6 separate regions of the Mus musculus genome follow, and regions 2, 3, 4, 5 and 6 are each linked to region 1. A link is a contact called in public Micro-C and promoter capture Hi-C data. All regions are on one chromosome and are shown on one strand. Each heading gives the region's core, a stretch centred on a gene start, on an enhancer-like site or on the middle of the called end of the contact. The rest is flanking DNA. Distances are from core to core; before and after follow the strand shown.

The links. Promoter capture Hi-C pulls out the DNA fragments that hold promoters and counts their contacts. Hi-C and Micro-C count contacts between places; a contact is called where the count stands out from the background.
Region 2: a promoter capture Hi-C map of cranial neural crest shows a contact between it and region 1. The contact joins the promoter of Tax1bp1 here to the promoter of Zfp467 in region 1. A contact is called at or near these places in 2 of 39 promoter capture datasets (cranial neural crest and liver).
Region 3: a promoter capture Hi-C map of embryonic stem cells shows a contact between it and region 1. The contact joins the promoter of 5730596B20Rik here to the promoter of Zfp467 in region 1. A contact is called at or near these places in 2 of 39 promoter capture datasets (both in embryonic stem cells) and 4 of 484 Hi-C or Micro-C datasets (all in embryonic stem cells).
Region 4: a contact with region 1 is called in a Micro-C map of embryonic stem cells, with 7 times the contacts expected there. The contact joins the promoter of Hoxa10 here to the promoter of Zfp467 in region 1. A contact is called at or near these places in 2 of 39 promoter capture datasets (both in embryonic stem cells) and 3 of 484 Hi-C or Micro-C datasets (all in embryonic stem cells).
Region 5: a promoter capture Hi-C map of embryonic stem cells shows a contact between it and region 1. The contact joins the promoter of Evx1os here to the promoter of Zfp467 in region 1. A contact is called at or near these places in 1 of 39 promoter capture datasets (embryonic stem cells) and 4 of 484 Hi-C or Micro-C datasets (all in embryonic stem cells).
Region 6: a promoter capture Hi-C map of embryonic stem cells shows a contact between it and region 1, with 5 read pairs. The contact joins the promoter of Hoxa5 here to the promoter of Zfp467 in region 1. A contact is called at or near these places in 2 of 39 promoter capture datasets (both in embryonic stem cells) and 1 of 484 Hi-C or Micro-C datasets (embryonic stem cells).

What each region holds. Positions count from the first base shown.
Region 1 is chr6:48,444,484-48,448,980 of GRCm38.p6, forward strand. It overlaps Zfp467 (zinc finger protein 467), which reads right to left and starts at 1,342. Exons shown (of 5, transcript NM_020589.2): 1 at 870-1,342. Sspo (SCO-spondin) reads left to right here and starts at 3,691. Exons shown (of 103, transcript NM_173428.4): 1 at 3,691-3,795; 2 at 4,014-4,196. The coding sequence starts at 3,746.
Region 2 is chr6:52,710,543-52,715,350 of GRCm38.p6, forward strand. It overlaps Tax1bp1 (Tax1 (human T cell leukemia virus type I) binding protein 1), which reads left to right and starts at 3,187. Exons shown (of 18, transcript NM_025816.3): 1 at 3,187-3,313.
Region 3 is chr6:52,174,114-52,178,880 of GRCm38.p6, forward strand. It overlaps 5730596B20Rik (RIKEN cDNA 5730596B20 gene), which reads left to right and starts at 3,042. Exons shown (of 1, transcript NR_163848.1): 1 at 3,042-4,767. All of the region lies in intron 3 of Hoxa3 (homeobox A3), which reads right to left. It overlaps LOC115490409 (a long non-coding RNA gene), which reads left to right and starts at 1,066. Exons shown (of 2, transcript NR_168044.1): 1 at 1,066-1,182.
Region 4 is chr6:52,231,871-52,236,665 of GRCm38.p6, forward strand. Hoxa10 (homeobox A10) reads right to left here and starts at 3,069. Exons shown (of 2, transcript NM_008263.3): 1 at 2,089-3,069; 2 at 1-910. The coding sequence starts at 3,064. The coding sequence ends at 636. Gm52902 (a long non-coding RNA gene) reads left to right here. Exons shown (of 2, transcript XR_003956434.1): 2 at 42-781.
Region 5 is chr6:52,312,222-52,316,673 of GRCm38.p6, forward strand. It overlaps Evx1os (even skipped homeotic gene 1, opposite strand), which reads right to left and starts at 2,611. Exons shown (of 4, transcript NR_038163.1): 1 at 2,550-2,611; 2 at 1,083-1,349; 3 at 532-609. Evx1 (even-skipped homeobox 1) reads left to right here and starts at 1,277. Exons shown (of 3, transcript NM_007966.4): 1 at 1,277-2,050; 2 at 3,517-3,773; 3 at 4,312-4,452. The coding sequence starts at 1,624.
Region 6 is chr6:52,203,330-52,208,053 of GRCm38.p6, forward strand. It overlaps Hoxa5 (homeobox A5), which reads right to left and starts at 1,258. Exons shown (of 2, transcript NM_010453.5): 1 at 460-1,258. The coding sequence starts at 1,021. All of the region lies in intron 1 of Hoxa3 (homeobox A3), which reads right to left. Hoxa6 (homeobox A6) reads right to left here. Exons shown (of 2, transcript NM_010454.3): 2 at 1,529-3,295. The coding sequence ends at 3,036. The region is part of intron 1 of Hoxaas3 (Hoxa cluster antisense RNA 3); the gene reads left to right.

The DNA of each region.
Region 1 (4,497 bases), core at 92-2,591:
CCCACTCGGGTTTCTTTTCCTTCTTTCCTCTCCTCAGTTCCCTCCCCCTCCCCCACACCAGCCTCCCCTCTGCTTCCCTCCCTCCCGCTGCTCTCCTTCCCCCCTCAGCGGCCCCCGCCTCCCTTCCCCCTCTGCCTACCCTGCAAGCTCCGGCTCCGCTTCTCTCCCCTCCCGGTCCCCAGCCTTGTTCTTCCCCTCCCCCTCCTAGTCCGCTCCCTAGCTTCCAGGTCTCACGCCCCCCATCTTGGGGGGGGGAATCCAAGCTAACCCCACATTCTCTGGACCTACTCCCTCGTTCTGCCCCTCCCCATACCCCTTTCTTCCCAACACACCTCCCTCTCAGCAGCCCCCTTGCCCATTTCTGCTCCCCACTGACTTCACGCCCTCTCCGGAGTTTTCCTTCTGACTAGACTCCCCCCAATCCCCGCCCCTGTTAGAGCTCCGGAGTCACTCCGGGTCCCGGCCCCCTGCCCTGCTCTAGGCTCACCTGTCAGCGTCCTTCGCTCCCGACCAGCCCCATCCCTGAGCCCGTTTCCTGCCCTTTCGCACTGGACCCTTCCTCTATCCCGAGGAACCCTACTCCCGCTCCTGGGGATCCTCCCCGCAGGCCCCTCCCGCCCTCTTCCCACCTGCTCCCACCGGGCCTCCCCGAGTCCTTGCCCTCCCCTCCAGTTTCCTAGTCTCCCCATCTGCGCCAGGACCCTCCCTCCTGACTCCCTTCCCTCCTGGTCTGACCCCCCCCCTCCCCCACACTCGCGTCTGCGCGCCCCTTCCCTCGGGGTTGTCACCTGCCGTGGGTCGGCAGGGCTTGTAAAGCTCCGTTTGGGTGGCGGGGGAGACGCCTGCCCGGGAGTCTCGGGTGTCCTTACCTGGCGGGCTCCTGCGGCTACGTGCCGCGGCCCGCTTCGGGGACCCAGGCGCTCGGGCCTCCGGTCCCGGGCGGCCGTTTGCACAATGGCGCCGGCTGCCTGCAGCTTGGGTGCGGGCTGCCCGAAAGACTCCGGGACTGACAGCCCTGAAACTTCGCGGGGAGGGGAAGGAAAGACGCGGAGGGAGAGGGTGTGGGGCAGCGTTGCGGGTGATCGGGGGGAGGAACCCGGGAAGCGGGAACACTGCTCCGGGGCACAGGCTAAAGCGGAGGGTCTTCGAGAGACCTGCCGCGGGAGGGTGCACTAATGGGCTTGGGTGCAGGTGACGGTCTGAGGGCAAGATGCCCGGAGTGTGGAGATGGAAAGTGGGAGCTTAGGACCGAGGAAGGGCAGAGGGGAGAGGAAGGAGAAGAAGAGGCTAGAAGGAAGGGCACTCGGGCTAGAAGGGAGGGTGCTCACAGCCTAGGAGGGAGGAGCTGGAGAAAGGTGGAGCGCGGAACGGGGTGGTGGTGGTAGTAGTGAAGAGTTGGGGGGAGTAGGGAGAGGAGGGGGCGTGTTTGGGGAGGAGAGCAATGTGTGTATGGCTGTCTTTAAAATCGCCAGTGGCAGCCGAGTAAGTGGTAGCGCCGCGGTCCCGCGGGAGACTGTCTGGCCAGCAGAGATTGGGAGAATCGGTCAAAAAACTCTCCACCAGGATCCACCCAGACCGGAGGACGCGATCCAAGTCTCACCGCGGAGACTGAGGATTAAGAACCAATCTAAGAGGGCAGAGAGAGGGCTCTCAAAGTAGAAAATGGGGAAAAAGGAACCAAGTCCCCGACTGAGACCGCTGGACAGGCATGGAAACTGCAGGGGGTGAGGTGGGGCGGGGCTGGGCGGGGGCGGGGGAGTGTTGTCCGTGGGTAAGAAAACCTCCTGGCGTTAGGTGTGGATCTCTCCCCAGACTTCCACCATTTCTGCTCATGGGTGCAGGTACTCCTAAGCCATCCCCCTCTGCTCTTCAGACACCCTCACCCAGCCCTGGAATTAAAATCTAGGCTGGATATTCCATGCCCTGTGATTTTTCTTCAAACTCCCATGGGCTCCCATTTCCGCCTGCCTGCCCCTGTAGGGAAAAGGGCAGATCCAAGTTACATTTCTCCCCAGTCCAAGCTTCCCTTGTCAGCCAAGTTGCAGAACAGAGCTGCTGGGAGAGAGTCTGGGAAGAGGAGGCCATTAAATGGCCCTCTTGGATAGGACACGGTCCCTGACAATGGCACCCTGACACAAGGATAGTGACACCTGTGGAATCAGGGCAGTGACCCAAGGCTAGCCTTATAAGATGGAGCAGGGATGTCCTCAACATTTACAGATAGTTAGAGTGAAATCTGGAGCAATGGAGACCGACCTGAAGGATCAGGAGGTCCTGTGACTCAAGATGCAAAAGGCTCTTTTAATAACTGGCTGCTTCACTGAGTAAAGATGGCTAGGAGCAGAGTTTGTGTCCCTCTCTGTGTGCAAGAATGGGCTTTGAGAACTGCAGTCCACGTATGTAGGATATGCAGGAACAGTGGCCAGGTGAGAATGTTAGAGAAGTTAGAAGGACACTGTGCCCAGAATAGATGCTGACCCTTCCCCAGGACTGCTCAACTCCCAGGCACCAACCCTAGATATCTGGAAGCAACTGGGGAAACTCATACTGGCCCTATTTTGGTCCCAGGCCCAATAGTAGGCCCAGAGGAAGGAACCCCCAGGCCAGGTGGGGTGCACCAGGTGGGGTGACCATGCAGGATGCCCAGTGGGACCTCATTTCATTATGAAATAGAAGGATTCAGAGTTTCCGGTCCAGCCGCATTCCAGCCCAGTGGCCTTGGAGGCCTACTGGTGACCAGGATGTAACCAGGATTTGCCTGTGGAGCCTGCAGCTGCCTCCTCTAAACCAGACGGATGCTGGGATTATTCTATCCGGCTTAACACTGCTCCATCCAGGGGCAGGGGGAACAAGCTCCCCCCGCCCCCGCTCTTATTCCACCCTTCTCTCCTTCCCATCTTCCTGGATCCTTTCAGTGTTTGAATGCTTTGGGGCCCTCAGAAAAACCACAGGTGACCAAATGGCCCCAACCACCTCATACAGATACCCTCAAAAGACTGACTTCACTGAGCGAAGGGTTTACGGTTCCATATTGTCTCCACATAACTTGGGTGTTTTCTCTTCCTGTGCACCTGAGCTGAGGGGACAGGGAGAGGAAAGAGCATAGAGAGAACACCATAATAAAGGCAATGGCTTATTTCATGTGTTTTGCCTATATATATGGGTGGTTATGAGCTAAAAGTTTGGTTGCTGAGAACCAAATCTGGGAGTATCAAGTGTTCTAAAACACTGAGCCACCTTCTCTCTAGCCCTGCAGTTTTTGGAGGGTGGAGAGACCCTCCCACACCTGAAGTTTCAAAAAGCTTATTGAGGCCCATCTGTGCAGCCTTGGAAAGTCCCTGAAGTTTTTACTGGTAAGGAAACAAACGCCCAGAAAGGGAAGGTGTCTTGACCACACTCATATATTAGTTTGTGGTAGTGCTTGACAGTGTAGAAAAGCCAGGGGCTCAAAGTGTCCAGCTGTGGTCCCCTCACACACCCACACTCCTGGATGGGTGGGATGGGGCCTGTTTCCAGGGAGAATTGGCCTGTGAAGGGATGCTGGAGGTAGGTCCAATCTGGTTTTGAACAGCTGGTACCCAGGGGCTGGGATAAAATCTACCCTTATGAAGAGCCTTGGACAGACTGACCTCCAGGTTAATTCAGACCTCATTGTGGGACAGTGCTATCCTCTCTGGTCTCCTCCAGCAGCATTGCCCAAGTCCAAGCATCAGGTCCTCCCAAAGGCGACCTGTGGTGGAGCACTATGCTGCCTCTTGCCCTTCTCTTTGGGATGCTATGGACTCAGGCTAATGGGTAAGCAGCTCCCAGGGATAAGATCCTCCTGCCTGTCTATACCCAGGCTCCCTCTGGGATGCCAGGATTTTCTTTTAGCCCTTTTCTATCAACCCTTAATCTTTCCCTTCTTTCAAGTACTTCTCCCAGCAGCCCTTGGGGCCTCGGATTCATAGTACAAAACTTCTCGGTGACAAAATGGACAATGCTGGTATCTGTGCTCTCCTGTCCCTGGACAGGCATTGGTGTGAGCAGATAGAGACTGTCCATGTGGAAGAGGAAGTAACGCCTCGTCAGGAGGACCTCGTACCCTGCACCAGTTTGTACCATTATAGCCGCCTAGGCTGGCAGCTGGACCTGTCCTGGAGTGGCCGTGTGGGGCTCACCAGGCCCCCAGCACTTGGGCTCTGTGCGATCTACAAGTGAGTGAGGGTCAGAACCTGGGCTGTCTGCCGGACAGGAAAGGAAAGAGTGACCACAGGATATCCTGAGAGTGGGGGAGGAACTAGTGCAGCAGGCATTTGGGAAACAGGTTCTGACTGGATTCAAGGAAGGGTGGAGAGAGATGATGTAGGTGGATGAGAGGGCACTGTGGTGGGCACAGTATGGCAGGGGAAGAAAGGTGTGACACTTCTCCCTACTGCCCCAGGTTACTTCCTAGCATTCATTCTTGCTTAACATTTGAAAGTAAGGCCGGGAGAGGAGAATTGCTTGACAGGACCC
Region 2 (4,808 bases), core at 1,937-4,436, 4.3 Mb after region 1:
TTTACTATGGTTTGTGTTAGAACAGTGTTTTTCTGATTTCTTTTTCTTTCTTTCCTTCTTTCTTTCTTTTTATTTTTTTTTAGTACATTGTAGCTGTACAGATGGTTGTGAGCCTTCATGTGGTTGTTGGAAATTGAATTTTTAGGACCTCTGCTCACTCCGATAGGTCCTGCTTGCTCCTGGTCAACTCTGCTCGCTCAGTCCCTGTCTGCTCAGGCCCAAAGATTTATTTATTTATTATTGGACATAAATACACTGTAGCTGTCTTCAGACACACCAGAAGAGGGCGTCAGATCTCATTACGAGTGGTTGTGAGCCACCATGTGGTTGCTGGGATTTGAACTCAGGACCTTCAGAAGAGCAGTCAGTGCTCTTACTGGCTGAGCCATCTCACCAGCCCAGTTTTTCTGATTTCATTAACTGAGTTGACTTACAATTCGGATTTTTTTCTAACTAGTATATATGTATTTTAACTGGTATGTATAACTATCAATGTGAAGGAAAAGGTGCCTTCTATAAAAGCATGCTTATAAACCCCACTCCTTTCTGTGCTCACATTTCTCGAGGATCGCAGTTCTCTTTGAGCTGCAGGATGTGGGTGCTGGGAACAGAACTCCCATCTTCTACAAGAGTGGCAAGCTCTCTTACCTGCTGAGCTTTTCTGAGGTATCCTGGTCAGATGACTGACAGCCCATTGGAAGGGGGTGAGAGAAGTCTTTGTTCTCTCTCTTCCTTCCTTCCTTCCTTCCTTCCTTCCTTCCTTTCTTTCTTTCTTTCTTTCTTTCTTTCTTTCTTTTTTTTTCCTTTGGTTTTTTTTCAAGATAGGGTTTCTCTGTATAGCCCTGGCTGTCCTGGAACTCACTCTGTAGACCAGGCTGGCCTCGAACTCAGAAATCCACCTGCCTCTGCCTCCCAAGTGCTGGGATTAAAGGCGTGTGCCACTACTGCCCGGCAGACGTCTTTGTTCTTTAGCAGAAAGCTTGGACTACACAGTAGTCTTATGATCATTCTACAGTTCAGAATATCATCTCTCTGCTCAAAGTGAGATATTACTCTTATCACATGTAGGCCAGGCTAGCCTAGAGCTCACTGTGTAGCTGAGGATGACTTTAAAATTCTGATCCTTTTGCTCTCTCTCCTCCAGAGTGTTGGGATTAGAGGCATGCACCACCATACCCTGTTTATTCTGGGCAATTCTAGACAATCACTATACCAACTGAGCTATACTCCCAGCCAGCCCCAGATCCCATTCTTTTAAATGGTAATCAAAGGCCTGCAATTTTGAATCCTGGTTTTACAAACTGCTAATTATGTGGAAGAAGTCCATTTTCAAGATTTAAGCCTGCTAATATCTGACCACTGATACTAGGTTGCAGGCTCTAATGCTATGGATTACTTAGATGTTTTCCTAAGACAGCCCAAGCCCCGCCCGCTTCTCTTCGTACAGCTTCGTTGTAAATTCCTGATTACAGTGTTCCTAATAAAGCCCAAGTCTAAAAGATAACAGAATGAGAGCGTAGGGACTCCGCAGGAAGACCCACAGCGTCAACTAACCTGGACCACTGGGACTTCCAGAGACTGAACCACCAACTGAAGAGTGAGCGTGGGACCAGACCTAGGCCCCCTGCATGTGTTTGTCAGACCTGCAGCTTGCTTGGTCTTCATACTGTCCCCCAACAACTGGAGTAGGGGCTGTCTCCAAATTTGTTGCCTGTCTGTGAATCCAGTTCCCCTAACTGGGCTGCCTTGTCTGGCCTCAGTGAGAGAGTAAGCGTCCAGTCCTATAGTGACTGATGTGTGTGTGTGTGGGGGGGTAAGGGGTGGTGGGATACCCAGGGGGGTTCCCCTTTCTCAGAGAAGAAGGAGAGGGGATGAGGGGTGGAGCTGCAGAGGGGACTGGGAGGAGATGTAATATTGGAATGTAAAGTGAATAAATCAATTAGTTAAAAAAGTAACAGGATGTCTTCACCCTGGAGCAGTAGAATGCCTTAACTCACAGCCAGCCATGAGAGCAATCATGGGGTCTTGAGTAATCTCAGTAAGGAGGTTCTGTATGAAGTTAAAAACTAAAACCCTGCCCTGCATTTTGGTAGCTGTGTCTCCTGACCAACAGAATGCCCCTTTGTGGTTAAATGCCCTGAGATGTCTGTCTGTTCATCTCTCTCTCACTCTCTCTTTCTCTCTCTCCAGGGCATTTTCCCCTATAGTTGCACTAAAATGAAGTGTCTGAAACGCAAAAGATCTCAATTTCATTATATTATTATAGACATTGTGGTTTTGTGACCTGCTTTCCCTTGTGGTTGTTTTCTAGAGCAGCACAGGAAGAAATACCTCAAAAGGAAGACTTGGTTGATCGTGATATGGAAGTGAAAATAATTTAAATTTCTAAAATTACTTTTGCCTTATATAGCTTACCTTTCTCTGTTAAATGTGCAGTTTGAATTGGAACTTCATGGAAGCAAGTGTATTTTATTCAAATCCATCATATCTTGTGTTGGAATATTACTTATCTCATGAATACACTACCGTCTTAATCATAAATATTTCTTTAAAACCCACAATGCCGAACTTAACTTTTGCTTCAACAGCCTATGTCTCTCAACAGTAATTTTTCCTTTTGGAGGACCAGAATGAAGAGATCCCTATTTAAACAAACAAACAAGCAAACACACAGACACCCAACTTAAAAAATTTCAATATATAAGAAACAAATGAATCAGCAAATATTAAGAACCTGTCTTATGGAGGCCAATGTGGACTTGAATTGTGTGGAAAATGAAAGAACTTGAAATTAGAGTTTTGTATATTATTGTTCTGTTTAATGTTATGCTTTCTTCGCTGGTGATACGGTAAATGTCATTAGTTTCATAGCAACACGGGAATATGATGGTTCAATTCGTGATAGCTATGACAGTTCTTGGGGCTTCTGTATATATTGAAACATGTATTAGCTTAGACTGATATTTAAGACCCAGGTCACCTGGCCTCTGAGCGATCCTTCCCATTTCGCTGGTAAGTCAGTTAATTTGTTTCAAACGGACTGTGTTTTGAGGTGACTACATCACTGACCAAAAGCCACAGAGGAAAAAGCTGTCAGGGAAACCACTAAAGGACTCTTTACAGCTAGCGAGTGGGGCGTGTCGCCGCAGAGCATGCGCAGCAGCAGAGGCGGAAGCGAGCCTCCCTGGGGCGGAAGTGACGCACCGCCGGCTCTCCGCTTAGAGAAGGTGTAGCCGGTCTACGCTGAGAGGCAGTGGTGGTGGCCGCGGAGGTTCGGGGCGCGGCGTAGCGTGCGGGGCGGAGGCCCTGACCGGTAAGGTTTGCGGACGGGCCGCGTGCTTTCGAGGTAACCGGCGCTCGCGCTCCGTCTCGGCCCTGGAACCCGGGCCTGGCGAGTTTTGGGAACGGTCTCCGTGGTGACGAAGCTCTCTTTCCCAAGGACGAGCTTCCCCCGGGCCGCGATTGTGACGTGTTTTGGGCTTGGGGTGACCGTAGAGTGGGAAGCGTGGCGGGAGCGGGCGTGCTAGGCCGCGGCTGGCCCCGGCTGGCCCCGGCGTCTAACAAGCCAGGGACGGGTGGCGGGCGCGCTAGGCCGCGGCGAGCCGGGGAGGACCCGTTGGGTTGTTTTGGTTTGAGTCTCCGCTGGAGGAAGAGGCGGGGACTCCCTGTGTCGCCTGGTTTGGCTGTTTACCTGGCTTGGCTTGATCTCCGGCTTCTCCTGGGCTGAGAGATTAGTTGAGTCTTGCTGTTTGGAAAGCAGCCCTCCCCCTCTGGTGCCCAAGAGAAGGCTTTAAGAAATCTTGGGGAGGATCGCTTCGCTCTGTGGTCGTCTGGACTTGATTTCACGACTCCGCCTCCCTCGCTCCACCCACTGCTGACTCTCCCCGGTGTTTTGGACCCGGCGGAAGGTGCAAGACGTGTTCTGGCTAGCGCTCATCGCCCGAAAACTGTACTGTTAGAACGTAGCTGGGGTGTTCGCTTGTATTTCCCTGTTGAGAAATATGAAGTACAATTTGTTCCTGAAAGTTTTGTTGGAAAACGTTGTGGCGTTTGACTATGATAGATTTCCGGCTTTATCGTTATGTTGGTATGTTAGACATTTTAATGCTAAGTATCTGCCAAGTATGCTGCTTTTTGCCAAGTGGTAAAAATTCATGATTAGGACACGAACAAATATAATTAAAATTTTAGTGTTCAATCCCAAAACATTCGAAAATGGTTATTTGAATAACATTCCTTAAAAGTGGGTTGATTAAGTGGGTTTGTGATCTCCAGGTTACCCTCTAGGTGTGGAGAAGAAGCTGAGGCCAAGGACTCGCCTCCATTCTATTCTTCTCAGGGGTAAATTGGATTTCTGTATGTCCCTTTCGAATGTTAGGCAAACGCCCTGAACTTATCTTAGATTTCTGCAAGAATATATTTGACTATGCTAGGAATGACTGGTTAACCTCCTCCCCCTCGTCTTTGTTATTTGTTAAATTTCAAATACAGTTGTATTGTATTATTTGTTTTCAAGTTATTACATTAGCTGCATACCATTTGCTCTTAGAATCACAGTCGTGTATGTGAAATGTATGTGAAATGTAACCATTGAGTACCTTTTCTAGGACAAAAATAACATCTTGGAATTATAAATTGTAACCTTTAAAGGATGCTGTTTTTAAAAAAATTTAGACTTATGCGTATGAGTGTTTTGCTTGCATTTTATGCCTGGTTATATCTGACTTAAGTCAGAAGAGGATGTCAGATCTCCTGGAACTAGAGTGATAGATGGTGTGAACCACCATGTAGGTGCTGTGAACCCAACT
Region 3 (4,767 bases), core at 1,792-4,291, 3.7 Mb after region 1:
CTGGTTTTCAACTTCTGCATGGTAAATTTCTAATTCTCAGCAAGAAAAGTTCCTTGGAAGTCTTACATGTTCACACCCAGACACACATTCAGAATGCTAGTCCCTCTGACCATTAAAAAAGCTATAACAATAAATCTATGTAGATAATGTTTAACATTTCAAAGCCCTAACTATGGCCATTCAATCCCAGAGTTATCCAACTTTTCTAGAAGTACCAGCTGTCAACCAGGAATATGTGTGTGTGTGTGTGTGTGTGTGTGTGTGTGTGTGTGTGTGTGTATCAAGCATCCACCAATGGGCGATTACAATTTTGTTCTTAATAATGAACCCCCTTAGATTTCATCATTAAACCAACAATCTGATCAACATCTGGAAAACAGGCACAATTAACTTTCCAGAACCTCAATAAAAATTACAGCAACACTTATCCAGAATTATTGTGTATGGTCATGAAGCCTGAGTGTTGTTTCCCTTTTGGAAATATCTAGGAAGTTACAGATAACAGCATGAAAAGTAAATAAAGGGTAAAATAAAATTTAAGAGTGAATTACAACTTAATGTCTACTTTTCTAGTTCTTACACTGAAAACAGTTCCCATTACATTTGGCAGCATTAATGTCTGTCATTATAAATTTTTGAGGTACCAAGCTTAATTAAGGTAAACGTCGGGTTAAGAAAATTACTCTAGACATTTGAACAGCAAAATATTAGGTAAACAAAATGAAGTTGATTTTGAGCATGCGGTATTTCTAGTGACTTTCTGAGCCATTAGCACAGGCTATACCAGCATACAGCTTGCTTAAGCCTTTTTCCATTGTACTGTACATGGTCTTGTAAAAATAACAAAAAATATCTTTAAAAATCAAAGTGCCTAGGGCAGCGTCCACAAACTTAAAATATGAATTCAGCTCAGAGATCCCATTGTTTGAGGTCCGCAATCACCTTGGAGTCCACACAACCCGCCCCCTCCAGCCCCCAAAGTTTCAATCTAGTAAATAAGTTGGAGATTTGCCAGCCAGGAAACTTTGCTTTGTCCCCCTAAGCAAGGGCTGAGGGTGGAGGGAGATTCCTTCCCGACGCTCTGTTCCTGGACAATAACCTCCAGGTGCAAGAGCTGAAGCGAGTTGAGGAGGCTGAACTGAGAACAGGATGCAAGAAGCCCTGTTGTCTCTACACCACAAGGTATGCCCAAATTCGACACCTTCAGTCTCTGCTCCCTCTCCTCCCCTCACCCGAGTTTGAAAGGGGACGTCGAGATAGAAGCCCCGGTTCCCACTCCACTCCTCTCTCTATCTCTCACCAACCCAGAAAAGTTGATGCTGGGCTAGGGAAGAGGGGAGAGTGGGGGCGGGGATGGGAGCGCGGCCTGAACTGAAGTGTGAGGGTATCAGTCACTGCCGGCGAGGAAGCTCCGGCTTGTGAACTCTTCTTGAACCGAGATTTAAGTCTGCAGCCATAAATCACTGAGACATACACTCCACCATTCAACGCTGAGAGCGGCCGGTAGTGGCCCCGCTTACCTTAACTTCTGACGGCCGCCGCGGGCTCGGGCTCAGGCTGCGGCCCCGGGTCCCCTCGGCGCGGGATGCCACCGACCCTCAGCATCCGCCGAGCCGGCGTGCGGGCGGGCGTGCGGGCGTGCGGGCGTGCGGGCGTGCGGGCGGGAGACCCCAAGGCCGGGACTCGGCGGAGAGCCGGACCGCTGGCTGCTCCGGCGGCTGGCCCCCGGCGGACTGGGGCGGCTGGACCCCCTCCCCTCCCCTCCCCTCCCCCACGCCCGCCCCCGCCCTACCCGCGGCCGCGGCCCCAGATAAGCGCTGGCGCGGCCGGGCTCCGCGGGGCTAGTGGCACCGACTTGGGTATGTTTCTTATGAATACTGCGCCGAGCAGGGGTCGGTCGGGGGGTGCGGTAAGGGGTGCCGGGGCGGGCGGGAGGGGAGAGCAGAGCGGCTAGGGAAGCGCCGGCGTGGGGGGATGGGGCTGAGGCGAGGGGAGGAACAGGAGCAGAGCGAGCTCCGCGGCAGCGGGAGGAGGGCGGCCTCCCCCACCCCACGCCCTCCCTCTCCTTCCTAGGCGTCACTAAAGTCCAGGAAAATTATGCTAATGAGGACAAACGGCTTTCACAAAGGGGCTCTCTTGTGGGGTTCTATTTTTTAAGAATCTGTCTGAGAAACCACGCAATTCCCTGCCATGGACATTTTCATGGGGTGGGGGGTGGGGAAAGAAGAGAAGAAGAAATGAGTTGCCCTGACTTTGGGCAGTTTTCTTCACCTGCCGCTCCCAATACAGACACCCTAAAGCCAGTCCCTGTGGTGTAGGGCCTATTTCCAGACACCTCCCAAATGCAATTCAACTGCCTTTGGTTAAATTTCTAGGCTTAACGGAAGGAAGTATCCCAGGGAGATGGACAACTGTCCCTACAGTAAAATGAACCTTTGTGGGCTCAGGCACACACAAAGATATTCAGAAACTTAAGTCTCCACCTCTTGTGTACCCATTGCACAGTACCGGCGGGCACGGAAGCAGGTAGTCCATGAGGAAGATAGCTAAGGAACCAACACAAATGGACATCCGGGATATTTCACCCTCTAATTAGTTGAATGGCCTTCCTTTTGCTTGGTTGAGGAAAAGCCTACATTTGCTTGGTAATATGCCACAACGTTAAAGAGGATGGGGTCGTTCCCAATGCCCCGTTCAGCTTCCCAGCTTCAGAAACAAACTCCTCCAAAGCACGGGGGGGGGGGGGGGCGGAGAAGAGAGAAAAGGAGCTTTCGTGCAATTCCGAGGCGTCAACGAGGGTCCCTCTCAAAGGAAGGTGTTAAAAATATAAGTAGTATGTTTAAACTGTCAGGGAGCCAAAGTGTCACCTTAGAGCAAAAACAAAGCCAGGGGGGAAAGGGAGAAATCAAAAAAGCACTCCGGGCCAGGGTGGCCTCATGCATACCAATGGTTTTTGTCATTTATGGCTGGGCAAGATTTATGACTCGGCTCCCCAAAGCTGTAAACAGAGCACAAAACAGCAAACACTTGCTCCTTATGGCAGATTGCAGCGGCGCAACTTGAAAGGGAAGAGCCCGGGACGTGTAGGAGGTGAGAGCCGGCCGCAAAATCCGCTCGGCCGCTTTTTCTCTTCAAACCCTCAGGGTCGGATGTGGCATTTGAAGAAAGAAGGCGTGGGTCAATAATCAACCCGCACTTTCTCCTCCAAACTGCTGACGCGACTCTCACCGCCTTCTCAGCTAAGCCAGCTGCAGGGAAGGCCGTGAGAACCAGACCTAGGAGTGGACTGTCTGAGCCAAGGGGGCTGAGAGCGTTGGAGCAAAGGGCTAGGGCGTATGCAACGCATACCTTTCTTGCACCACCAAATCAAGCAGCCCGAGTGCCAAGACCAGGCCGGACCGAAGGAAGTGCAGGAGCCGCGGGAGAGCTCAGCTCCGTGCGCCCTCGACTAGCACCTAGGTGGCTCTGGGCGGTGGGTCCCAGCCGGCAAAATAGAGCTCTGATTTCAATAAGCGGGTCTGGCGTCCTGGCACATAGATTGCGGGTACCCGCGGCTCATCTGAAATCCAAAAGGCTGGCTTTGAAGCAAGCATAGGCGAGATTGTTAAAATTAATAATTTATAATAGCAAGGTTTTGTTGGCTTGTTACTGGGTTGTGATCGAAGATTCGCTGCTATTTGATATCCATTTCTAGAAATTGCTCACTGCCGCTTTCCAGGCGAATCCCGCAGTTCCACAGCCTCTCCCAAACCACCAAGCTTTTCTTTGCTCAGCATCCGTGGGCTTCCCCATCTTTTCTAAGTCCCGTGATTTCCAGAGTGACCAGAAGAAGCGTTTTCTAAGGCACAGAAGAGTACTTGTAGCAACGGGGTGCCTGATGGAACCTTTCTGCCATTCAAGGGGTGTCCTGCCCATCTCTGAGGGGGCTCACCGCTCCAAGACTCTCTGTGCAAGCCAGGGAGGAAGGTGAGGAGTAACTTTTGGCAAGAAGTATCGTTAAAATCCAAAGATGGGGAGGGAAGGTATTGAGGAAATATGCTGGCCTATGAAGATGAGGATGGAACTTTGAGAGTCCAGGGGACCAGTCTTTCTAATAGCTAATCGTTTGGCCATAACCTGGGTGGCTTTAGCTCTTTCCTGGGAGGGGAGAGAAAAAGCCAACTGTGCTCTATGAAAGCAGTTATTGGCTTCTTACTGTGCATGCTTTTTATACAGAACCAGGCTGGAGAGTCTGTTGTTAGATATTTATTCTCTTGTCGGCACTGAAGCCACAATAAAAAGATGCCTCTAACAAACCTTTACTCCATTTCTCCTTCTTTCTAGTGAAACTATATTATTTATGAGTCTTTAACTGGGTCAAAAATGCACCAGAACTGGGTCATAAATCATATGAAATGCTGACAAGTAATTGAACAGCAATTAAAGCTTACATTTTATTTCCAAGGGGTGTTTTAGAGCACTCAAACAGCCTCAGTTAAGCACAGTTACCACCGAGGTCTGCACGAGGGAGGGCAGAATCCACCCTGCCTGGGGAAGTAAATCTCACTCAAGTCGGAGAAGCCTGGTTTGAATTTTTTAAATAAAGGAATATGAATATTTTTTTTTAACTAAAGAAGGCAAATTTGATTCCTAACTCCTCACAGGGATCTCTTTATCTGCTTCAAGGAGCAAAGTAAAGACTAATTTCTTTCACCTTTCCAAAGACTTTCACTCTTCCCAGGAGCAGAAGGTCCCCAAAGCCCAATTAGCCCCAGCCTGGCCAATATT
Region 4 (4,795 bases), core at 1,819-4,318, 3.8 Mb after region 1:
ATTAATCTTACTGATTATTTCTTTTTCACTTTTTCAACCAGCCAGGTCAAGCCCTTTAGCTAACCTGAATGTCCATGCTTCCATACTCTGCTCTTGGCCAAGGAAGAAAAGAAGAAAGAAAAGAGAAACCAGGCCTGGACTCCCTGATTAAACACAGCCCAGCACTCCAGGCTGGCGAACCCGGTGGCGGCTCCTTGCACCATTGACCTCAGGCCAGACACCTCAGCGCCGACAATGGGACCTAAGGCTTCCGGCTAAGTTTACCCAGGGCTGGGCAGGAAACCAGATCCGTGGAGGAGTACTGGGGCCCTTTCCTAGCAGTGGGTCCCAGAGGCAGCAAACCCAGCCCATTCAGGACTTGACACTGAGAAAGATCTCAACCTCTATAGAATTTTAGCGATATGGCTTTTTCCCCCAGAAAACAAGCAAACAAACACCAAGCAAACAGACAAAGAAACAAACAAACAAAAAAAGCCAGAACAAACCAGCCCTGCACAGACGAAACGGCCTGGGAGATGGCGAGTGTGGGAGGGAGAAAGGGGCTCCGGCACAGGTGTGAGTTCTGGGGCAGAGGCTGGAGGCAGAGGATGGGTCCAGGCGCTCAGGAAGCGAAAAGACGTTGTCTGGAAGTTTCATCAGGAAAAATTAAAGTTGGCTGTGAGCTCCCGGATTCGGTTTTCTCGGTTCATTTTCTTCAGTTTCATCCTGCGATTCTGAAACCAGATTTTCACTTGTCTGTCCGTGAGGTGGACGCTACGGCTGATCTCTAGGCGCCGCTCTCGAGTAAGGTACATGTTGAATAGAAACTCCTTCTCCAGCTCCAGCGTCTGGTGCTTCGTGTAAGGGCAGCGTTTCTTCCGGCCGCTCTTTGCTGTGAGCCAGTTGGCTGCATTTTCGCCTTTGGAACTGCCTGGAGTTTAAGAGAATACAGAGGGGAAGGTTAAGTCGAGGCCACTCGGGCTGTATGAGGGGGGTGAATTCCGGGTCTTTCCCATTTAGTGGGATGCCCGAAGTCATAGAGAGAGGGTTATGCCCTCCCTCCTTTTGCAAGAAATCCCTCCAAAAAGGCATGACAAAATCGGCCTCAAATCCACACCCGGTCCTCCCAATTTACATTTTCCTCTACTTTTTTCCAGGCACCTGTTTTAGCACCACGCCGCGGGGCGCTGAGAGAATGAAAGGCCGGAGGAGGCGAGGCCGTACATCTTGAACTTAACGCCTTTCTCTGCCTCTCACCCAGGGGCAGGGAAGCATTTCCTGCCGGCCCCCAAGCTGGGGTAAGGGAATGCTTCTTTGGACGAGAGGCTGGCAGCTCCACTGGCTTACCCTAGCCTCCTAGATCGCCCCAGGCTAGAGGAGAAGGGCATAGTTGGGCCAATGGGGAAGTTCCAAAAACCCGATTCTGGGGTCAAGGGCTTGGGTTTGGCTCCTGTCCCTCCAAGTAACCGGAGTGTGAAGCTGGGCAGCACCAGATTCCAGGAGAAGGGGAATGGCCATTCCTAGGTTTTCAGCTCTGGGCCCAAGCGTTCCGGCCGAATTTGTCTTTTCTTTTTTCTTACAACCAGGACTCCCGCCCCTCCAGAAACTTTGAAAAACGCATGGGGGATCGTAAACTCGAACTTCGCCGGTTAATGGGCTTATTTATTGGCTCTGGCGGCTGCTTATTTTGGATGCCTTACAAACATCCGTGCTATCTGCAAGCGAGCCACTTTTCCTCCCTGCCCCTCCCCCCCGCGTGGGCCGCGCTGAGCAGGCTGGGCTAAGGACCAGGGCTTGGGGGTACTCAGGGCCACGAGAAAGTGCAAGCACGGGAGGAGGGCTGCTCGCTGGTGTTCTCATCCCCCAAGTCTGGGTGAGCAGGGGCCAGAGCTGAGGACGTCTTGGTGTGGGGCCCTAAGCCGGACGTGGATTTTTACAGCATCCCCACGCCCAAATATTAAAAACAAGTTCAGAAGGTCAGCCTGCCGTCAGTTTGGGCCAAGGCCTACGGCTGCCGCGCGGGCTTCTGGTCCTCTGCTCCTTCCTTGTGGGTCTGTCTGTCTGTCTGTCTGCCCGTCTGACTTGAGCCCTCGGTTGAGCTCTGCTTACCCAGGGAGTCCTTCTCCGGCGAAGCTTTACTGTTTTCTGAAGGGGCTGGAGACAGCTCCTCAGCCGCCGAGGATGACGCGTGTGCCTCCTCGTCGCCCTGCGAGCCGCCGCCACCGGTGCAAACCAGAGTGGGTGGTGGCGTGGAGTCTAGGACTCGCTCCTTCCCGGCTGCCTCGGTCGAGCCAGAGGCCAGTGCGGGCGGCGGGTCGAAACCGCGCCCCGGGGGCTGCGCAGGAAAGGGACTAGCGAGCTGCTGCGTGCCGCCGCCGCCACTGCCGAAGCCCTTGGCCGTGCCGTAGGCCTGCGACAGGCGGAAGTAGCCGGGTACTGGCACTCCGCTGGAGGCGCCCAGGGCGCAGCCGTCGGGCGGCGGGCCCCGCGGGAAAGGGGCCAGATCAGCGGCGGCCGAGCCCTTGGGGCATTTGTCCGCAGCATCGTAGAGGCAGTAGGAGCTCTCTTCTTTGATGTTCTGCGCAAAAGAACACGAAGTGGCCTGTGGCTGGGGTTGAGGTGGCTGCGGCGGGGGCGGCGGCGGCTGCTGCTGCTGCTGCTGGGGTTGTGGCTGCGGTGGCGGCGGCCCGTCGGGCGGCTCCATCCGGCAGGAGCGGGGCGCGTCCAGCCACAGGTCTAGGGGCGCGGGCGCGTAGCCATGCGTCCCAGGACCCAGGCCCCCGCTGCCACCACCGCCACCGCCTCCGGGCGACGGCGCTTCATTACGCTTGCTGCCCAGCGCGGGGAAGAGCCCGCAGCTTTGCAGCCCGTAGGGCAGGTCGCTGGCAGGCGGCAGGTAGACCCCACCGTGGGCGTAGTAGCCACCTCCACCGCCCCCCGCGCTACCGCCACCAACACCAGCCTCGCCTCTGCCTGAGCTGATGAGCGAGTCGACCAAAAAGGAGTTCGCGGCAGGGCTCTCCGAGCATGACATTGTTGTGGGATAATTTGGCGAAGGGAGCAGATAGCCCTTTCTGGCTGACATTTCTTGTGCAAAACATGCTGAATACGATTAGCAATCCCCCCCGCACCGCGGCGGGCGCTTGCAGCCAATCCCGAGCCAGAGTTTCCACGCGACCACTCCCAGTTTGGTTTCGTAGGCGCGGGGCCGCTCTCTGAGGGCGCCCTCGGAGCCCGCGATTGATATAAATATGTAATCTGTATTGATGGGCCAGAAGACGCACGCCTGACACCTATGGCTCAAAGGCCGGAACTGTGGGGGCTGCCTCAAAGTGGAGGTTGGGGGACCTGGCTCTTGAACCTGTACCCCCCCCCCCCCCATGCAAGGGACTATTTGGAAGCACCCTTGGGCTCTGCGCTGTTAACAAGTGGAGTGTTTATGATGTGCACCCCAGCCAACCTTGGGTGCTCCCATGTCTGCTATGGAGTGGCCATGAGTCCCCGTCGCCTTGATCATTTAAACGGGCCCTGTAGCAGGCTAGCTATCCTATACATTTCTGGGCCTGGAGCTGGCCTCAATTCTTAAGTTTGGCTTCCCAAAGTGGCTGGTAAAAAAGTCATACTAAGGCTGTCAAGATCTTTGGACGGTCCAGAACCTACAGTAAACCAGTACGGCCTCAAACATCTCACAAAGAATGAATATTGTCCGAAATCCATCGGCCGATGATCAATGCCTGGATCCTCTGTCCTCACTGTCTTACACCATCCTCTGGTCAGTGAAGGTTTTTCTCCTTCACTGTGATCAATCGGTTCATGCTCTCTACTCCTGTCATCCAACCTTGCACAGCTGCCTTAGTGAGGTGAAAAATCAATAGACTGGCAAGAGCCCACCACCACCACCACCACCACTCCCGACCTCCCAAACCACAGTTCAGAGGCAAACGCATACTCCCCATCCTCTACCTTTAGAGGACTAGAATGCTGGCTTTGGGTCTCTGGCCTTTCTGTGCTGGCAGAACTGGAAGGAAAACCTTGGGAGAATGTGTCTAGCAAATACCTCCGCCACACTGCTTTCTCTCTCGCTCTCCTTTGAGCCTAAACATTCCTTGGCTCCAGGAGGTTCTGACCAAACCTGTCTGTACCCCACTCTACCCCCAAAGACATGGCGAGGGCAGTCCTTTTCCCAGCCATTTTTGTCGTATACTGTGCACATTTTAACAAGGTGGTGATGAGGAAGTCCATTCCCTAGGAGGCTGAGCTGGGTTTGGGCCCTATTATAAGAGACTCTAGAGCCCAGGGTGCTACCTTTGGGCAATTGAAAATGGTCAGCCTACGGCATGCTAGCCCCCAAATGTGGACCTTATATCAAACTTAGGAAAGGTGACCTTTTTCGGCAGGATCCATGGAGCTTGCATAGTGGATGCTTTACTTCTGACCTGTGGGTTACAGGGTCTCCAGGATGCCCCAGTCCTGCCAGCTCCAGTTGGAACTAGAGAGCTACTGACTGCCCAGGACCCTTGAACCACATTGTTCAGACCTCTGCAAATGGCAGGGAGAGAGTCTTGCTTTTAGTTGGCTATATTCTGGTTCCTCCCAAAAGGAATCCAGGACAAAAACAACCCTGATAGCACTCTGAGAGGGAGAGGACACAGGGAAGCTGACCAGGTAGAGGCTAGGCTCTGGCTTCTGAGATGCAAGACACTGCAGTTGGTTGCAGCTGCTTGGCAAGCCCACACCCAGGAGGCTATGCCTCTGCTAATACTCAAGAGGAATCTCTGCCAGTTCTACCTCTGTCTCTCGAGAGGTGATGGGTGGG
Region 5 (4,452 bases), core at 1,361-3,860, 3.9 Mb after region 1:
AGCTAAACTCGGAGGGTGCTCACCTCTGCCCCTCAATCTGGCCCACCTGCCAGGCTCCGCAGGAGATTCTTCTACTCCTTCTCCCAAACACCAAGTCCCAGAATTCCACAGGTCCAGACCTTCACCTCCTCAGAGGATTAGCCTAGTCCCTTCACCCCGCCTACTGCCTGTTTTTGTTTTTTGTTTTTGTTTTTTGTTTTCCCCATGACATTTCAACAACTTTCTCTCCTACCTCTAGCTTTGGACACAGAAAATCTCTTTTGGGTAGAGCCCAGGAGAGGACCCTGCAAGCTCAAACCCTGCTGATACTCTTTGCCACACAATCTACCCACAGCTGCCCTAAAACCATCAGAGAAGGCCAGCACCTTCTACCTGGGCTCCTTCCGTACTACCAGAGCAGGGGGCCGGATTGCCAGCTCCTTTTCATTAGAACACGCCGTTTGTGGCAGAATTCGTTGACTCTGTAGAAATACCTAAAATACAGACAGAAAAAGAAAGGCCAATCTTAGACCCTTTCCCTAACCGACATACCTGAAATAGCCCGGAGATAAGCCAAACCAAAAGATGTTTTCTTCTATGAAGAGCCAATCCAAATTCAAATCAGGCCATCTAGATAGAGATAATTAACAACAACAACTCATTGAACACTTCGAATTTTAGCCAGGTGATCTGGGTGGGGAGAGATTTTTCTTCTTCTTCTAAAATCGAGGAACACTGTGTTAGCACACAAGGCCGGTTCTCAAAGGGGAAAACGATATCTTTTGGCTGTTAGGGGATGAAAATAAAGTTTGGTTCTTAGGAGGGAGACAGATGGGGTTGGGGAGATGAGGGAGGAACGGGTACTTTAGGCTCAAGCTCCCCAGACAACTGAGGTGGAGGGTACCTTTTCAGTAGCTGGTTAAAAAAAAAAAAAAAAAAAAAAAGACAAGCGGTTGTATTAATACTCAGAAAACCTGGGTTTGTAAACAGCTTCCAAAGAGTAGCTATGGATTCTTTCATTAGTATTAGATCTAGACACCAGGTTAAGAAAACAGAAGTCAAAACAACAATAAAATAAAATTTCAAAAGCATTTTTCAATTACCAAGTCCTGTTGCCCCTGTGGAACTCGCTGCGCGCCTTAAGCGCTCCCTTTTCTGTGTGCGGAATTCCATTTGCATCCTCTGTGTCTGGGTGTCTCCCTTTCCCAGTGTGTGTGTCTCTCTGTTTTCACACTCTCCTCCCCATTCGAGCGAGGCCCACACCTGGCGCATCACTGCCGAGCCATTAGCTGCGGGTCTCCTTTCATCTTCACTGTGGCAGACGTTTCTATTTATCCACTTGCGTTCGCCGAGTGGCGTCACCAGCGGTACTGTAATGACGATTGCAGCAGGAGGATGACAGCTTAGAAAGAAGAGGGCAATGGGGCTTCCTCCCAGAGGCGGTGCGGCACAGAGGAGCGCTCGCATCACAAGGTGACCCTAGCTCCCCACTGCCATCTCCGCGGTCGCCGTCGACACGGCGCTGGGGCTACCCGGCGCCTGCCTTGTCGCCTTAGCTCCTCTTCTCAGCCAAGATCCCAGGGAGCCTGGGATTAGGAGCTTACTTGGGGGTTTTCCCCCTCCCCCCCTCTGGAGAGTCCGGGGATGGAGAGCCGAAAGGACATGGTTATGTTTCTGGATGGGGGTCAGCTTGGCACTCTGGTTGGTAAGAGGGTCTCTAATTTGTCCGAAGCCGTGAGCAGCCCGCTGCCTGAACCGCCAGAGAAGATGGTGCCCCACGGTTGCCTGAGCCCGCGAGCCGGCCCTCCGACTTCCCGGGAGCGTGGCGGGGGAGGCCAGGAGGAGGAGCCGGTCGATGGACTAGCAGGCAGTGCTGCAGGGCTGGGCGCCGAGCCACGGTCTGCTGGAGCGGCCATGCTTGGCCCGGGACCCCCAGTCCCCTCCGCGGACAGCCTCTCTGGCCAAGGGCAACCTAGTAGCTCAGACACCGAATCGGATTTCTATGAAGAAATCGAGGTGAGCTGCACCCCAGACTGCGCCACCGGGAACGCCGAGTACCAGCACAGCAAAGGTAGCCACCTTGCCCCTCCGCTCCCCGGTCCGCCCACTCCACCCACAGTTCCCTTCATCTCAGGCCAGGTGCAAGATGCTCCTTTCCCTTGGGGCAGGATGGCTGGGGGTTGGGTGAGTGGGGCGGGGGCACCTGAACAACTCTTTTGCTCTCTGCACCTTAGTGTGTGTGAGGGCTCTCGTGTTATCCCATTAGAGTGACAGTTGTGCCTGGACGAATGTCAGCGTTGGCACAAGTCTTGACTTGAGGGGTCCAAAACGCACCCCAACCTCCCAACCCCCGAGTTTTGTGGGAATGATTCAGCTAAGACGGAAAGACACATCCGTCGGGTAGGGCAAGATCAAACGGTTGTCCGGGCAGTTTGACTGGAGGGGAGCAAGGCACAAGGAGGCGCGGAAGCCCGGAGAATATAAAGGACCGTAAAATCGTGGCGGACTCTGGTCTCCGGAGGGCTGCAGCCCTCCGACCAGTTTGCACGTCGGTCAGAGGTCCAAATTACCTTGTCACTTCCCGGGCTGGCGGCGCCAGGTCGGAAATGGTCCCAATGGTCTAATTGCCTTTGGTCTCCGGTTGCATTTGAAAAGGCGGGGATTGGGCCCTCCCCCTCCCTCTTTCCCTCAGTCTCACTTCTCCACCCAAAGGAAAAGCAGCTGCAGGGGGGCTGGAGCCCCACCCTCCTCTGGGGTGGGTCTAAGGGGTTGGTACTTTAATTACACTGCTCCTTCTCACCAGGGGCTAATGGGAGTGGGGGTGGATAGCTCAGAAGGGAGTCTCTCTATACCAACAATATCCACTCCTAGGAATGAAAGACTGGAAGCCCATCAGCAGACACACCTCCACAAAACCATGGGAATGGGTGGGAAAGGCTTGCCTCTACCTCTAGGCCTAGGCAGCCAACACCACCTTGTTAAGTATCCACCTCCATCTCCTATCATCTTATCATCTATCTAACCCAGCTTCTCTACCATACCATGTCCTCACAACCCATACTCAAAATATACCACTCCTGCAATAGGTGCAACCCAACACACATCCCCACACCTGGTACTGGCATACTGGTGCACACACACACAAGATCGAGGAAGCTCACTGTATGTCCAACAAGCTACAATACATTAACCTCAAGAATTCAGTGTTCCGGCACATCCTTACCCATCCCTACCAACACAAGCAGAGAGTTCAGGGGATATGCCCTTTGCTGCACCCAGGGGCAAGCGGAAGGGAAGCCTTTAGACCCAGTATGCCTTAGGTCCAGGTCTTCCAAACAGCCACTTTAAGCCTGCCCCAAACCTTTTCTGTGTCAAGACCTCTCCGGTGAAGCTTCCAGAGCCCCAGCAGAATCAGTGACTGAGGAAGCTAAGGGGTTCTCCTTCTAATGCCCCTCCTCCAGCCTGAAGTCAGCATTTGTTTGTGTATTTGTGTTGTGTCTCTGTATGTGCACCTGTGTGCTCTGGGCTCCTGTGCAGCGCCAGGCTCCGATGCTCTGGGTAGCAGTCCTACCAGTGGCAGCGAGGCCCCCAAGAGTAACGGTGGCAGCGGCGGCAGCGGCTCTCAAGGCACCCTGGCCTGCAGCGCCAGTGACCAGATGCGCCGATACCGCACGGCCTTTACCCGGGAGCAGATTGCAAGGCTGGAGAAAGAGTTCTACAGGGAGAACTACGTTTCAAGACCGCGGAGATGCGAACTGGCAGCAGCCTTAAACCTTCCTGAAACTACCATCAAGGTAGGCTGGGCTAGGATCCTCGAGGTGGCTATGTACCTAGGTTAGTAGGAAGGAGATGTCAACGGTCTACTGCAGCTGAATCGTCTGGGCCTGGACTCTCCAATCTGGTACACTCAGAATTTCCCTCTGACAGTCCATAGTCAGCCACTGCTGCCAAGATTCCCGTCCTTTTCCTAGGCAAACAGACTACGGAGACAGGTGACTGCAAGTGACAGTGTCCCCAAAGAACAGGGAGCCCTAAATCTATGGGAAAATGTCTTTTGCCTCCCCAGATCCATTGAGGCAGGCCTTCCTCTTAGTACCCTCACTCCAGCTTGTGATGCTAAGCCCGGTGGGCAGGCTGAGCGGCTGCCCAGTCCTGCTCCCGAGGGTTTCCATCTGGGTTGGTGGCCTGCCCTTGTCAGCTGGAGTTGCTTTTGACTCTCCCCCCACTCCCCAGCCCCCCTCACTGCGAGCATGGCCCTCGCACCCCACCCACCCCCAGCCATGGGCCTGGGCCTGGCGCAGCCCTCCAAGGCGCTCCTCTTCCTCTCCTCAGGTGTGGTTTCAGAACCGGCGCATGAAGGACAAGCGTCAGCGGCTGGCCATGACGTGGCCGCACCCGGCCGACCCTGCCTTCTACACCTACATGATGAGCCACGCGGCGGCCGCGGGCGGCCTGCCCTACCCCTTCCCGTCG
Region 6 (4,724 bases), core at 8-2,507, 3.8 Mb after region 1:
CTGGCTTATTCCCCCCAAGCCCCTTTTAGGGGGCTCTAATTAGTAACGCTGTTTCCCCAGCGTAGCCCTTCCCATAAATTATCTCCCCTGACAAGCCCGATTCACGGCCCTTACTGCCATCCCTACCCCTGCATGCCCTACTCCGCTGGCCTGACCCTGAAGAGAGTTCCGAGGCACTGGGGTTCCAGACGGAATTTCTTCCTCTTTCAACATTTAAACTTACTCGGCCACCCCATTTTCCTCCCTCCCCTCTCCCCAGTATCTGTGAATGCAGATCGCTGCTGCAGTAATTGGGAGGAAGTAAAGAGAAAGGCAGGGAAAAGGGAGCCGCAGGGAGAGGCTCTGCGGGCTGGAGAGAGGCGAGACTAGGAGAGAGACGGGAGAGAGGCTGCAGAGAACAGAGAGTGACCAAGACCCGCGCCCCCACGGACGCGTGGATCAGAAAACGGCTGGCTTTACCGTGACTAATGTGCAGCTTGCGCATCCAGGGGTAGATCTGGGGCTGAGCGGGCGGCGCCGGGCTCGGCTCGCTCTGGGCGCCCGCCTGCTCGCTGCTGGCAGGGGCGTCCTCCTCGGCTGCGGACGCCGTGCCAACCCCCTCTCTGCTGCTGATGTGGGTGCTGCCGGCGTTGGCCGAGGCGCCGCTGGAGTTGCCCAGGGAGTTTTTCCCGCCGTGGTGGCTGTCGCTGCCGGGCGAGGGGGCCACCGCTGAGCAGGGCAGCGGGTCGGGCGGTGGCGAGTGCGTGGACGTGGCCGGCTGGCTGTACCTGGGCTCGGCGGGCGCCGCACTGGCCCCAGCCGCGTAGCTGCGGGCGCGCTCGCCGGAGCCAAAGTGGCCGGAACCCGAACGGCCGACGCTGAGATCCATGCCATTGTAGCCGTAGCCGTACCTGCCGGAGTGCATGCTCGCCGAGTCCCTGAATTGTTCGCTCACGGAACTATGATCTCCATAATTATGCAACTGGTAGTCCGGGCCATTTGGATAGCGACCGCAAAATGAGTTTACAAAATAAGAGCTCATTTGTTTTTTGATATGTGTGCTTGATTTGTGGCTCGCGGTCGTTTGTGCGTCTATAGCACCCTTGCACAATTTATGATGAATTATGGAAATGACTGGGACATGTACTCGGTTCCCTCCTACGTAGGCACCCAAATATGGGGTACGACTTCGAATCACGTGCTTTTGTTGTCCAGTCGTAAATCCTGCCTGATGACCTCTAGAGGTAAACTCGTGCACTAATGGGGGAGTTGGGTGGAGGCAAGAGGGGTGGCGCGCGCGCCCTGGGCGCGTCCCCGCCACCCGTTGCCGCCGTTCAGTCGGACTCGAGCGCCACCCGCTGGAGACTGGGCGCATCGCTTCGCTTCCGACCTCGGGCTTCAAGGGCCGGGGTCGAATTGAGGTTACAGCCCATTATGGCAAAATTATTGCATTTCCCTCGCAGTTCCATTAGGATGTACCAATTGTGAGGCCGTCAGCTGCCGATCGCACGCCCGGCGAGGATACAGAGGATTCGGGGGAGGTGGTGACTTAGAATTATTTACAACAACTTTATTTCCCCGGCTTTGTATCCCCTCTTATTTTTGTGTAGAGGTTGGGGTCGGTTTGCCAGCCCGGCCGGCAGCTGTGAATTTTGAAAACACAGATATCACCTTCGAGGAAGGGAAGACGATTTAGCCAATTGAAGAAATAAATCCTGCCCACAGCAGCAGCCACAATTACGGCTCTGTTTTTGTGAACGCATGAAGGACAGTGCCCCTGCCGCTCTTAAACCACAGGCGTCTATTAAAGACAGCTTTTGTGTAGTGTTTCTCCGAGGCGAGGTCAAATTCCATACACTCGTATAACCAGAATCATTTTTTTCCTCCGTGCAAATATGTTTTTCGTGCCATTAGTTTGCTATCTGATTTGTTTATTTATCCAGCCTGGAAGATCTTCATCCCTGGTCCGGTTCCTCTGATCAGCCCGGCCCCAGGTAGCAGGGTTCTTGGTGAACCCAGAGATTGGGCCCTGATACCCAAACGGCCTCCGAGGCTGCTTGGAAGCTGGGATCGGTGGGTAGAGCTATTGGGATCTCGCTTAGACCACTGGGAATAAATTGCGGGAACTAATGGAATCATTTCGTGGCTGTGTCTAGTATCACCGTAGTTATTTTCCTGGGCTCCGAAAGACGAAAGTAAATCACAAATGTAGCTGAGAAGAGAGCAGACTCTCTCTACTAGAGGCCTGGCATCTCAGGCGTCCCTGGCACGTTTGGAAGCCAGGACTCTTGCGGCTCTCATGGTCTTGGGCCCCCTCTTTGGGTCCTGAAAGCTGCGAGGTGGATTGCGTCCGAGCTGTATGAGGCTGAGAGTGGAAATCGGGAGCTGGGAGCCTGCGGGAGCCTAGTCGCTCCCAAGCTGTAAACCCAGGTTGGCTTGCCTCGGCTGAGGCTGCTACTCTCCCACTGACGGTTACGCGCCGATAGAGAGATTTGGTTCTGTCGGGGAAGGGGGGTGTTCCTCTTTGTTCCTCAGGCTTCTTGATTAGGGGCATCCTGAGAGGCCGGGACAGGGCTGGGGCCCAGCTCGTAGACCCTTTCTTTTCAGTAGCCAGAGCCGATTTGGCGATGCCCTTTAGAATTTGATGGCGAGGGACCAAGGCGGAAAAGCCCAGGCACCAAACAGGGCACTGCCTGGGGCTCCTTCTTCCCCCACAACCCCGCGTCTGTGGCTCACAGAGCGCAGAGGCGCTAACACAGCAGCAGGGCCAATTCTGGGTGCATCGCGGGCCTCGCAAGCTGGCTTGGGCAGCCTTGGGGAGAAAACCTGTGTGTTTGTGTGTACAGTGCGTCTGTCCCACAGCTGACGTTGGGTGTGTGGGGTTTTGTTTGTTTGTTTTCTGTAATAAGTAAATGCGTAGCCGCTTGCAAAGGTTTGGACGCTTTTCCCTAAGCTGCGGGAGAAGCAGGCTGGAATAAAACTTGGGGAGCAGACAAGGGCACCAGGGGGCAAAGCCAATAGAGGTTACAACGCTGGCCTGGTCCCTGCACTGGAGTCTACTCGCCCGCTTTGGCCTCAGAGTCTTCCCCGCTGGCCTGCGTGGAGTTGATGAGTTTATTTTCCTTTTTCCACTTCATGCGCCGATTCTGGAACCAGATCTTGATCTGGCGCTCGGTGAGGCAAAGCGCGTTAGCGATCTCGATGCGGCGCCGCCGAGTCAGGTAGCGGTTGAAGTGGAATTCCTTCTCAAGCTCCAGTGTCTGGTAGCGCGTGTAGGTCTGGCGGCCTCTGCGCCCGTGACTCCCATACACGGCACCTGTGGGCAGAAATGAGGTGCGAATAAGCGAGGCAAAACCTACCCAGCCCCGTGTGCCTCCCAGCCATTAGTCTCTAAACTGGAAATTACTCTGCTTCACTCCAGCTTCTCACATCACAACCGAGAGAAAGAAAGAAAGAAAGAAAAAAGCCGGCTGGATGGCAAGAATTATTTCATAACCAAGCAAGATGTTTTTCACCTAAAAACGATTTGAGTGGGAAGTTATTGATTTTGACAAATGTGGTTTGTAAGAGAACCATTAGACTTGAAGAAATAGCATGGCCATTCTTAATTTGAGGGGCCAAAGTCACTGTTTCGAGGGAGTGTAGCAATTATTTGTCTGTGGGTGCAGTGGGGATTCTGGGAGCAGTATGGAAATTGAATGCTTACATTGTGTCTGTGAAAGACGCTATCCAGGCTCCTCAGATCTCAATGTACTTTTGGAAAGTTAAATATGGCCAGTCTTCTCAAATCTTTGCATATTGTTAGCAAGTTATGTGATCCACCTGAAAACACTCCACTGGGGAGAGTTTAAGCTCTAAAGCGACTGTAAGTTGCAAACTTCCCCTTAGGCTCTGTCCCTGCTCCAAAGGGTAAGGGGAGTCTCTGTGTGAGATCGTTGAAAACCTGGGCCAAAGAGAGGGTGCTGTGAGTGAGGTGGTGATGGACTGGCAGTGAGGACTGTGTTGGGCTGTCTGGGTGCCAGAGGTACCCAAGGGTGAGACAACTCACTCCCCAAGCCAGGTGTGAGGTTCAGGCAGGGTCTCAGGAGAAGACAGAAGTTGACTAAGAGTTGAAAGTTAAGTAGAAGATAAAAGAGGGAGGCAGGGAGGAGGGAGGGAGAAAGAGAGAGAGAGAATATGAATATTCTGAGAAGGTGGCCCTCCAAAGCTTTGGTGGAGACACAGAAAGAGGTCAAATGTGGAAATGAGGGCCTCTGCATCTGTCTGCCTGGGCTTCTGGACTTCCAAAGGGCAGAAGAGAGAGGATTGGGGTAGGAACCTGGAGGAGTTTGCCTATGCTACCTTCTGGAGGCCCTCTCTGCTTGGAAACCTGAGGGGGTGGTACCAGGGTGCAACTGGGCAGGCTTTCTCATCTCAACCAGTTTCTCTCTCTCTCTCTCTCTCTCTCTCTCTCTCTCTCTCTTGTTGTCCCTTAAGTTACAGGGTTCATAAGGCTTGGCAGTGAATCCTTCACCCTCCCCTAAAGTGTCACCTTACAGGGATCTCATGGCCCTGCCTTTCCTCTGGCTGGGCCTGATTGTCCCATGGGAATGTTTGGGTTTCTCTCTCTCTCTCTCTCTCTCTCTCTCTCTCTCTCTCTCTCTCTCTCTCAAATTAAAAAAAACAACAGAGAGAGAAGGAAATTTTGTTCATTCTTTCCTTCTTTCTTCCTATTCTCTCCTCCCTTCCTAATCTCTCCTTCCTTC